3 separate regions of the Mus musculus genome follow, and all the other regions are linked to region 1. A link is a contact called in public Hi-C and promoter capture Hi-C data. All regions are on one chromosome and are shown on one strand. Each heading gives the region's core, a stretch centred on a gene start, on an enhancer-like site or on the middle of the called end of the contact. The rest is flanking DNA. Distances are from core to core; before and after follow the strand shown.

Region 1 (3,704 bases), core at 345-2,844:
TCAGGGGAAAATTGCCCCCCCCAGGCTGTTTCAATTGTGGGAGGGAGGGGTGAAGGAGGGGGTTTCACATCAGAGTCCAACCAAAGACCTGCTTAGCCAACCCCATTGATGTCACGTCCCTAGCAGGTGCTGGCCCTGCCCACCTCACCCTAGTACCTGCCCTGTGATCTTTGAGACCTTGATGTTCGACTGGACCCTGATGTATCTGGAGATGCAACTATCAAATTGCCCATCCTGTAAGCTTCTGCCCCCTCTCCTGCTCTGCTGAGGATGGGGCTGGAGCCACACCCCCACCCCACCGCACCCCATCCCTGTCCACAGCAATTAACGACCCCCCTCTTGCTTCCTTTTCCCAAATACACTCCACCTCAGAACACTTCTGGAGGCAGCCTGGGCCAAGGCAGGGGGAAAGTTAGGCAGTTGGACCAACAGGGAGGCCAGGATTGCACAAACCCATCAAAGGGGCTCAATGGGTCTCCCTGCCCTGAAGAAAGCTATTTCCATTTCCAGCCCCTTCCTCAGAAATCCGAGCCTTTACATTACGGGAAACCAAACCAATGCCCAGTTATGGTTGGTCATTGCTGCTATTGGAGGCTCCATGCATCCCACCTGACCCTGCGATGCATTCTGTTGCTCAGCAACAGTCCCAACATCTGACTTTGGGCACCTGGGTTCTAGTTCTCATAACCCTAAGTCACACAACCGATGGCAGGGAAGGGAAGGACCTTGAACATCAAAGAAAGTTCTAGGACATTCTCCATCCCACGTAGGGGAGCGTTATGACTAGAGGACTGGGGGACTCCTGAGACAGAAGTGCCCCGCAATGGCCATGTGGGGACTTGATTCCCAGAGGGAAAGGGTGTACCCAGATTTCCTGCTCTGGCGCAAACAATCCCGGGGAACTCAGATCCTGCAGGGCGTCTATACGTGCCAGGCCGCAGCCCCATGGTTGACACCACTCTGCCGGCCGCCAGCGGACCCATATGCGTACGCTGCTGCTCTCCTCCCCGACCGTCCCCCACCCTCGGCGTCCAGCTGCAGACCTCCTACCCTGCCTGATGTTATCTCTGCGCCCTCCCACTTTCCCTCCGAGACCGTGGTTCTGAGGCCTCTGGGCTCACCCAGTTCACAACCCTCCCTGGCATAGGGTGCGCGCCATGGAGAGACGAGGGGCGCATAGGCAGAGGGAGATGTCTGGGTCCTTTATGGCTTCTGACCTGACCCAAGCACACCGGGAGGCCTCCGAGTCTCCGAGACAGAGGCAAAAGGATGAAGCTCTGAGGTTGGGGAGCAGACGCGAGAGAAGCTGGGGCAGAGGCAGGTGAGCCCCGTAGATGCCCAGAGGAGCTTGGGAGCTGCAAGCAGGGGGCGAAAGGCGGGACCCCAGGCCTGAGCTGCGCGCAGAGACAGCGGGAAGAAGCGACAGACCTGTGCAGGACAGGATGCCCACGCCGGGGCGGACGAGGCGGCGGTACTTCGCGGTCAGGCAGCGCCCTCGAGCTCAAAGAGCAGAGCGCTCACTGGATTGCTGTACGAAGTCGGCGCCCGCCCTCAGGCTAGGGGGAGGGAGAGGGTGGAGGAGATAGAGGGGGCGTGGCTAAGCCAGGCTGGCCGAGAGCCTCCGGTGGGGTGGGGTGGGGTGGGGTGGGGTGGGGTGGGGTGGTGAGGCAGGGTAGAAAGGGCGAGCTCCCATGGCCAGGTCGAGAATGGGGGTTTCCGGGAGGATTGGGGGGGGGGGTCGGGGCATTAGAGTCAGGTTGCCTGGGTGGACTCTTATCTAGCCACCTGATGCTCCAAGTCACCTAAGTCTATCAGTCTCTGAGACCTTTGTGCAGTCCTTGTGTGGTCGACTGTGACTTAGACCACGCCTCCATCCCATCCTTTTTTCCAACCATCAGTTTGAGCTGTGACTGGAAGTTTAGGGCTGAAGGGAGTCCCTCTGATGCCTGCAGAGTCTGAGTCTCACTCCTGAGAGAAGTCTGGTGGCCTATAGCGATGTCTGAGGTGAGGTTCCAAGAGCAGGGTTCCAAGAGCAGAGGGAAGGCAGTGGGAATCCTCAAGGCAGAGTGTGGTCCCTGAACAGGCAGGGGTGAGCCTGAGTCTGTACTTCCTACCAGGCCCCAGGCTTTAAGATGCTGCTCACTGAGTTGCTGACTCTAACAAGAGTTGAGTGTCTGCCTCCTCTGGAGCTAGGGACAGGGGTTATCCCAGCAGCTCTGTGGCTCAGAGCTGGCACACAATTCATTTCTTTAACCTGATCTGAAATTCTGCAGTACCACCAAGAACAGCTGACACACATAAAGGATGTGGGACTCAGCTACATACTGCTTGTCCTCCAGTGGAGATGGTTCAGCTAATCAGGTAGGTGGCGCCTGAGTGTGCTCGCGCTCTCTCTCTCTCTCTCTCTCTCTCTCTCTCTCTCTCTCTCTCTCTCTCTCTCTCTCTCTCTCTCTCTCTCCCTCTCTCTCCCTCCTTCCCTCCTTCCCTCCCTCCCTCTCTCTCTCCCCCCCATTCTATGGTTTTTCCATGGAACTTGGATTAGGTTTGTAATGGAGAGAGCGCAATTGCTTAGCAATGGCCCGTGCTCCAGCTCCTCATGGTACTCCTCCCCAGCCAGATTTGGACTCCACATTTAGGAAGAGCTCAACCTTTCCTTAGTCCTGAGCTCCATCTAAGTGACTGTCAGCTTCCTGAGGAGGCTGCCCAGATCCTGCCACAAGGACACCTCCACTGTTCTGCAGACTGGGGGGCCTCCTCTCTGGCTTCAGATGGCAGCTGTTAGTCCATTGCCTCTAGGGGCTGATGGCTGCCTTCTCTGGTGCCTTACAGGGTACATCAAGGCAGATTAAGCCACCCTGGATCCCAGGGTCTCTGCTAGAAACAGGCACGGCATGAGCAGGGAACCAGACGTTCAAGGTGGTGTAGGAGTTTTTGTGGTGACTGTGTGGATTGAGGAGACAGGCTGAGGTGCAATGGAGTGTCCAGAGCTCTCTGGCTAAGGAGTTAATCTGAGCACTCTTCATCAGGCCTTCTGAATCCTCTCTGTGTTTATGTAGGAGACCATTTCTGAGCGCTATCAGTGAGGCAGACAGCCCTGGGGACAAAACAGCACCTGTCCCACAAGTTCAGTGTGTAGCAGAGAGTAATAAACAACAACAACAATTTTATATAGAAAATTCTAAGGACTGGAGAGACAGCTCAGCAGTTAAGAATACTGACTACAGGACCAAGATTTGATCCCCAGCACCCACATAGTAGCTCAAAACAGTCTGTAACTCTAGTTTCAGGGAATTTGATGTCCTTTCTGGTCTCTGGGGGCACCAGGCACACATGTAGTACACACACACACACACACACACACACACACACACACACACACACACACACACAGGTACAACACCGTACACATAAATAAAATAATAAAAATAAGAAATTTTAGACTGTAATAAAGACAAGCAGGAGGCTGGGAACCATCTCCAATGCAGTGTGGTCTACTGAGGAAGAGACTTAGGCAGAAGTCAGAGGATTGAAGGCCCCAGGGTAGCAAGAAGCTCTGTGGCTGAGCGAGGGAGCCATGACACTGGTGCTGGTCCCAATGTGACTCCTTGTTCTGATCCACAGTTCTGCCTCTACTCCATTCCAGCCACTGTCCCCATTTGTGATTCTCCTCCCAACTGCTGCTCCTCACCAGCCCCTCATTTACC
Region 2 (3,896 bases), core at 1,079-3,578, 310 kb after region 1:
GGTCTGCAAAGTGTATGTCTTGCAAGCACTAGGTCCTGAGTTCTGTCCTCAAATTGCATTCAAAAATTAAAAAAAAAGAAAAAAAAAAAGCCGGGCGTGGTGGTGCACGCCTTTAATCCCAGCACTTGGGAGACAGAGGCAGGTAGATTTCTGAGTTCAAGGCCAGGCTGGTCTACAGAGTGAGTTCCAGGACAGCCAGGGATACGCAGAGAAACCCTGTCTCGAAAAAGTTAAGGCTGAATTCTGTGGCCTGTAGCTGTAACCTCAGTATGGGAAGTCGACACAGGTGACCTCTAGGAGCAGTAGCCAGCCAGCCCAGCCTACTCAGTCAGTTCCAAACCAGTGAGAGAATGCACACAAGAGGGAAAAAAAAAAAAAAAAAAAGAAAAAAGAAAGAAAGAGAAAAAGGAAGTGGGGGGGGGGAGTGGGTGATACAGGCTAAGGGGTAGTTCTGTGGGTAAAGTGCCTGCCTGAGGATTAGGGTCCTGGGGACCTGTGGGTCAGGCAGTCCAGTATAAATGTCTCAAAAAAGAAAAGAAAAGAAAAATCAGGATAGCTCTTCAAGCTCTCACCCTTTTTTACTTTACTCTCTAGCCCTTCTTCCATCTCTCTCTTTTTCCCCCTCTCTTTATGTGGCCATGGCCGCTCTCTCTCCCTCTTTCTACCTCCTCTCTTTCTCCCTTCCTTTTAACGATAAAGCTCTAAAACCATTAAAAAAAAGAAAAGAAAAAAAGAAAAGACAAAACAGGGTAAAGAGTGGTAGAAGACAGACTGGCAAGATGGCTCAGTGGTTAAGAGCACTGACTGCTTAACCTGAGCAAAAGGTCCTGAGTTCAAATCCCAGCAATCACCTGGTGGCTCACAACCATCTGTAGTGGGATCTGACGCCCTCTTGTGGTGTGTCTGAAGATAGCCATGGTATACTCACATACATAAAATATATAATTTTTTTAAAGACTGGTAGAAGAGGATTCTAATATCAGTCTCTCTCTCCTCTCTCTCTCTCTCTCTCTCTCTCTCTCTCTCTCTCTCTCTCTCTCTCTCTCTCTTTCTCTCTCTCTCTCTCTCACACACACACACACACACATATACTCACTCACACACACTGCCTAAGAAATACCTGAGACTGCCCTCTAACTTCTATTTGCACCTTCACATATATGATCATACACCACACACACACACACACACACACACACACACACACACACACACACACACACACCAGCTAGGATACAGCTTACTTCCCTTTCTTATTGCCCCTAGGCCTCACATCATTCCCAGGAGACAGACCTCCCATCTCCACAGCAGTTGGTCTCATCTGAGGACATTCCACCCTGAAGCTCCTTCTCTTCCAAGACGCTACTCTGCTGTCCCAACATCTGCTGTTTCTGGTCTCAAGAGAGACCCAGATTGGGGTCCCTTTAGCCTGCTGAGAGGTCTGGCTCTCCAGCAGCCCTTAATGGGTCCTTTTACACAAACCACCCTCCCTGGTCCATACAGGCTGCCACCACCTGACCTCTACTTCATCTCAGAGCGAACCTGTGGAACTCCATAAGGCAGGTCGATTCTCGAACCATTCCTACCAAGTGCTATGGGGACAGAGAGGGCGTCTCAGATCATTTGTGACATTGTCAGAAGTAACCCCTCCCCACTATCACTCCACTGTCTTGTGTTTTCATTGACGCTTGCTTTAGTCACTTGCTTGCAAGTGTGTGACTATGTCACCCAGAACAGGGATTCTTCTGCCTGACTCGCAACAGGATCGGAAGGGATATGAATCCTAGGGGCCATAAGGAGGGTGTGTGTGTGTGTGTGTGGAGGTGCGACGATGTCGATGTCTCCACTCGGCTTCTCTTTCCTCGCCCTCACAGGTGGCAATCCAAGCAAGGGCACATAGGGCCAGTTGCATCTGCGCAGGATCCGGAACCCCACTGCCAACCGCTCGCGCCAAGGACCGCAATTCTCCTCAGCTGGCAAGATTCTGGGTCGCCACCACTTTGTGCAGATGGGACACTCGAAGCTGCTCTTCGGCCGCGCGGCCTACGGGGTTTGTTATTGTGCGAACACCGGCCGCTGAGCGGGTGCTGCCGCCTGGCGCGTGCCCGTCGGTACCGCACCGGGAGCGCGCGGAGAGGAGCGGGGCGGGGTTGGGGATTCTCGACACCTCAGCCTGGCTCTAGAACCCGGATTGGTCCGGACGCCGGGAGCGCGCGAGGGCGCGGCTCTTAGGGCCGGGCGGGGGGCACGCGCGGCGCCGGCGGCGGCCGCGGAGGAGCGCGGGGAGGAGCGCGGAGGAGGAGCGCAGGGAGGAGGGGAAGGGGAGGGAGGAGGCGCCCGCCGGGTTCCCTGCAAAGCGGCCTTATTTATCTGGGCACAGCCTCAGCCTCCCCGGTGGGAGGCTCAGGGCGGCAGATCCTCTCCCACCGGGGAGCTCCGCTCGGAACTCTGCGGAGAGGGCCCTGGCGCGGGGCGCCGGGCGCGGGGCGCAGTCGGGCCCTGCTAGCCAGTCCAGCACCTCGGCCGCCTCCGCGCTAGGCGGCTCGGGTGCTGAGCTCCCCATGACGCGAGGTCGCCCGGCGGACAGCGTGGCATGAGCCAGAAGCCCTGGCCGAGGTAAGGTGTGTGTGCGCGCGCGGCCAGGCTGCGGGGAGGGGAGGGTCCAGGTCGAGCCACTGCCTCCGCGAAGGCTACAATGAGGAGGGGGCGGGGTGGGGACTTGGGACTGCGCCGCGGCCGCCGCCGCCTGAGCAGGGCTTACGTAATCGCAGCCCCTTCCCCACCTCACCCTTCGGCCGCTGAGCCAGCGGTTCCGCAGCCCCTAACCCTAGTGGCCGGCCTGATTGCGCCCCGCTCGCTACCGGCAGCGCGGTCAGGCTGTATCTCCGTACCACGGAATTGCTGAGAGGAAGCACGGTGGCTGCGAGGACGCGGAACTGCAGGCCGTCAGCCCCCACTCCTTCTGGCTTGGCTCTGGGCTCTCCCCACTCCAGCCCTATGAGCCTCCGGCGGACTGGAGGACGTGACAGGTGTTGATACAATTAAAAGGGAGGAGCCATGTGGATATGTGGCCTAGGGGTCCTGGACGCCTTCTGGACATGAGCTGGTATAGAGCTGCCGCCCACAGCTCTATACCAGGGAGTGGGCTGGCATGTCTTTGGTTCTAGAAAAAGAAAATGGGCCTTGGCCAAGATTGGAAGGCTTCAAAATGGGGAATGGGCATCCTGAGATTGCTGAGCAGGGCTTCCATGTCCTTCTAGGATGTTAGTCAGTGGGGGATCCTCCCCACCCGTCATCCCAGGAGAGAAGGCTGCACTGTTGAGGCCTGGATCTGGCCTAGCAGCCCTCCTGCTAGCCCCTCCCAGCCCGAGCCAGCAGCTGACCTCCCAGGAGCAGATGGCAGATGCCACTTCACCTGCTCCCTCCTGGAGGCCCGACTTCCACTGCCATCTTGTCCCAGGGCCCACTGACCAGGGTCTTCTCAGGCCTCCCTGCTGCCCCTTCGGGACACGGGACCCTCTGTTCCAGCCCAACACTTTGATGAAGTGCTGGACAGCAGCCTCATCGCAGCAGGGGGGAGGGGCGGGGGGGGGGCCGGTGTTGGGACAGGAGCCTGGATGATTAGGGGCTGCCTAGATCAGGTCAGAGGCATGGTGGAGCCTCGATTTCCTGCCTAGACGTGGCCTGAGGGCCGGGCTGGGAGCCATTGGGAGAAGAGAGGGAAAGTCAAGGTTGAAAACGTGGGTGATGTTGAGATAGCCCAAGATTCAGCAGCCTCATTTCCTGCCACCCTCACTATTTGCCTCCCCAGTCACCCATACTGTAAGTCCAGGACACGTATGCACTCACCTGTTCTCCCAAATACACCTGAACAGGTCCCGTCTCGCACTGATGAA
Region 3 (3,454 bases), core at 546-3,045, 380 kb before region 1:
GATATTTTATGTGTGGGTGTTTTGCCTGTATACTACATGCACGAAGAACCTATGAAATCAGAACAGGGTGTCAGATCCTCTGGAACTGGAGTTGCACTGAGTTGTGAGCAGCCATGTGGGTGCTGGGAACTGAACCCAGTCCTCTGGGAAAGCAGCCAGTGCTCTTAAGCACTGAACCATCTCTCCACCCCCACACCCCAGCAGTTTATAAAACCCCAGCTTCTCACAGCCACAGATCCTTCCAAGGACTGCCATTCAACCGGATGTGGGACCTGGGTACACAGGGATCCATAGCAGCAATGTGGTAGATAAACATTTAAAACCTGACATGTTAGCCGGGCGGTGGTGGCACACGCCTTTAATCCCAGCACTTGGGAGGCAGAGCCAGGTGGATTTCTGAGTTCGAGACCAGCCTGGTCTACAGAGTGAGTTCCAGGACAGCCAGGGCTACACAGAGAAACCTGTCTCGAAAAACAAAAACAAACAAACAAACAAACAAAAAAACCCTGAAATGTCCTGATGATCCTGAAAGTGCCACAGAATAAAGAATGGGCCCAGTAGAAGACAACAAGTGACCTTTAGGGCATCAGCTAGGGACAGTGGAGACTCTCTGAGTGCTGATCTGCAAGGAACCCTATTCTTCCTCCCAGCCTTCAACAAGAAGGAGTGAGGCCAGGCTAAGATGCAGGGTCCTTCCCCTTACAGTTTTAAGGTGTTGGGAACCTTCTCAGAACTTGGGCGCCCTGTTGCTCACTAACTGCTCACCCAGCAGTGCTCTCAATGGCTTCCATCAGCACCAGGAAGGCTTGGTCTGGAGGGCCATCCAGGAAGAAGCTCTCCCAAAGCCGCTCCAGCTGGCCACCGGGGGACAGCTCCAGCCAACCTGGGCTCAGCTTGCTGACCAGACATCTAAGGACGGCTGAGAAGTGGACAGTGGCAAACTCCTCCTTCTCCTCAGGAAGAACTGGATCCTCGGTTCCACCGAGGTATCGTTTCAGAGTCCCCAGGGTAGAAAGGATATGGCCAGCATCCTCTGAGGATGAAAGGATGTGAATGGCTTCCTGGACGGTGAGCCGGACAGCAGACAGGGCTGGGTCCATCCTGCAGAACAGGGCTGAGGGTCCGAGAAAAGCATGTTAGAGTGTCAAGAATTCTTCCCATGGCACCCACGATGTTAAGGGAGGAAACAGTTGGGCCGGTTCCAAATCTCAGGCCCCACCCCCCTACACACACGCACTTACTTCTGCGCTTCCAGGCGCTTCACTCACAATCTCACTCACGCTCTCCCGTCCTTCTTCCGGGTTTCCCGCCTGCCCGATGATCTGACAGAGCTTCAGTCCCGGACTGCACCGGTGCACTGTGGCTGTCTCCTCTGTCAAACCCACTGATAGTTGGATGAGTGAGTGGCTTGCCAGGGTGCAATAACTAAAACTCCTCCTCCGTCTGCAGCTCCAGGTTAGCACCCAGCCCCCTAAACACGAGGCCTTCGGCTCGTATGGGAACTGGCCATGCTGCAAGGCAGGACACTGCAGCCCCGACTGGACCAACCACTCCTACAGGGTTCCTCTGGCCAGCATGCTTCAGAGCCGAGGCCACATGCTCCCTCTTGCGCGCCGCTGATTCGCCACGGCACCAGGACCACGCGCCAGATTCAGTGTCAGCTGAGGGCAGCTGTGAATTCGAGTCGCAGAGCTCACGTGAAACCTGCACGGATATTTAGAATTTCTGGGGCTGATACAAACGCGTGGCTAGGGACGAATCAGCGGCGCGCCAACGCGCTGATGACCGCAGCATCTGCGCCTGCGCAAGAGGAGGAAGAGGCGTGGCCTAAGAGCCTACGGTGGGCAAGGCCTGAGGGCAGGACTCCGGTAGGCGTGTCCGCTCTATTGGTCCCCTGGTGACTGCTGTCTCTGTTTTCCTTAATTCTGGAGAGACTTTCCCCAGCACATTACCCCACTATGCTGCCTTGGGTCGGATGACTTTCCACTCTAGAGCACTAATCAACTCTCTAGGCGCCCTGAGGGAAACAGAATAAGGAAGCCAGGAACAGCGGATATGGCCAAGTTGTAATGCGGATGCGCTGATGTATTTGGTGGTACACAAGGGTGCACGTTTACTGCGAACACGCAAACTGCGTCTAAACTGCCCTAAATGAAACACCACTAGCTGAGTAAACACCCAGGGATCCTGACTGTCGTCTGAACTTAGCAGTGTGAAACATTCCATCATGGCAGAACTTTTCTTGACCATCCTGATCTGGAAGATACATTGAGGGAGCAACATTTCAGCGGAACTGGGTGTGGGTGGAAATCTGAGCAAGCTGTATTCATTCAACATCATCAAGCAAAATTACCCTTCCTGAGCAGGAAATGAGCCCACTCAAGGCTTAGCAGTTAGCAGAGCATACCAGGGGCCAGAGCGATTATCTTAGAGGTTAAATTACGTGTGGCTCTTGCCAAGGTCCCAAGTTCAGTTCCCAGCATCCATGGAAGTGTTACCGATCAGCCAGCCAGGATCTCTACACAAATAAAAACTGGGGTTAGTCAAAGAGAAGGTCTTCAAATGGTAGCTTTCTTTTTTTTTTTTTTTTCTCCATGTTTGGCCTCAGTGAGAGATGGCAGATGACTCCCCTAGTATTAGGGGACTGGAGGCATTGGGACCCTTAGCCCTAAAAGTATTCTAGCTCTTACGTAGGTCAGGAATCCTTGGCTCTTTCCTGTGGCTGGTGCAGCTTCCACTAAGCAGATTTGGTGATTGTAGGGACTCTTCAGCCCTACAGCTTTACAATTTTTGTGTAGACCTTCGCTCTTAATGACAGCCAGTGTTAAAATTCTTGGCCTAGGGTTGAGACCTCTTGGCTCTCTGGAACTCATCTGGCATCCAAGGCTATGCCATCTCTTCTCTGGTTTAGTCAATTATCCTCATTCAGTCTCAGTTTCTGCACTCCCCTGATGCCTTGGCTACTGCTTCCTCAGCTATGACAAAACTGACTGTCCTGTCCCTTTTGTAGCTTGGCCTGCCAATTGCTCAGCTGTCTCTGCCACCTCTTTTTTTTTCATGATAACAGCTTAGCCCACATTACTGAGAGTAGGCAAGCAAACCCTGGAGAGGAGCCTTTTACTGTACCTAAAGCTGCAACAAAAGGGAGGAGATGAGGAAAGTCTCTCCCAGAGGGAGTCAAAGCGGCTGCCTTCAAATCCTGAAAAGGGGCACTTCCTCTGCTAACAGTCTTTGCACCAGCCTCTGTAGTTCCTCAGCTAGGCCACCAGAGGACGTGTTCTTCTCAACCTGGTCGAAATGGTTGCAAAAAGCCTTGGGGCTGTATCTTCCAGACCTGAAGCAATTTGCAACCTTGTAGTTTTCTCAAGGCCCTCAGAGTTTCCTGGATAGTCAGAGCTGGCATTAGGGCAGGCCAGGAGTTGTTGACTGGCAATTCTTTTGCTAAAGCCATCCA

What was found. Hi-C and Micro-C count contacts between places; a contact is called where the count stands out from the background. Capture Hi-C pulls out chosen DNA fragments and counts their contacts.
Region 2: a contact with region 1 is called in a Hi-C map of embryonic stem cells, with 4 times the contacts expected there. The contact joins the promoter of Fbxl16 here to the promoter of Sstr5 in region 1. A contact is called at or near these places in 24 of 39 promoter capture datasets (the 3T3-L1 cell line, 3T3-L1-derived adipocytes, the HPC-7 cell line and 16 more), 3 of 15 datasets of contacts at CTCF or cohesin (the NIH/3T3 cell line and embryonic stem cells), 20 of 484 Hi-C or Micro-C datasets (the N1E-115 cell line, cerebral cortex, colorectal tumor organoids and 9 more), 12 of 115 datasets of contacts at active chromatin or transcription factors (T-cell acute lymphoblastic leukemia, VIP interneurons, embryonic forebrain and 7 more) and 1 of 9 other capture datasets (embryonic stem cells).
Region 3: a promoter capture Hi-C map of pancreatic islet shows a contact between it and region 1. The contact joins the promoter of Telo2 here to the promoter of Sstr5 in region 1. A contact is called at or near these places in 2 of 39 promoter capture datasets (embryonic stem cells and hippocampal neurons), 3 of 115 datasets of contacts at active chromatin or transcription factors (embryonic stem cells and large pre-B cells) and 1 of 9 other capture datasets (pancreatic islet).

Annotation. Positions count from the first base shown.
Region 1 is chr17:25,495,694-25,499,397 of GRCm38.p6, forward strand. It overlaps Sstr5 (somatostatin receptor 5), which reads right to left and starts at 1,595. Exons shown (of 3, transcript NM_011425.3): 1 at 1,429-1,595.
Region 2 is chr17:25,806,771-25,810,666 of GRCm38.p6, forward strand. Fbxl16 (F-box and leucine-rich repeat protein 16) reads left to right here and starts at 2,329. Exons shown (of 6, transcript NM_001164225.2): 1 at 2,329-2,616.
Region 3 is chr17:25,114,172-25,117,625 of GRCm38.p6, forward strand. It overlaps Telo2 (telomere maintenance 2), which reads right to left and starts at 1,796. Exons shown (of 21, transcript NM_001163661.1): 1 at 1,242-1,796; 2 at 766-1,114. The coding sequence starts at 1,100.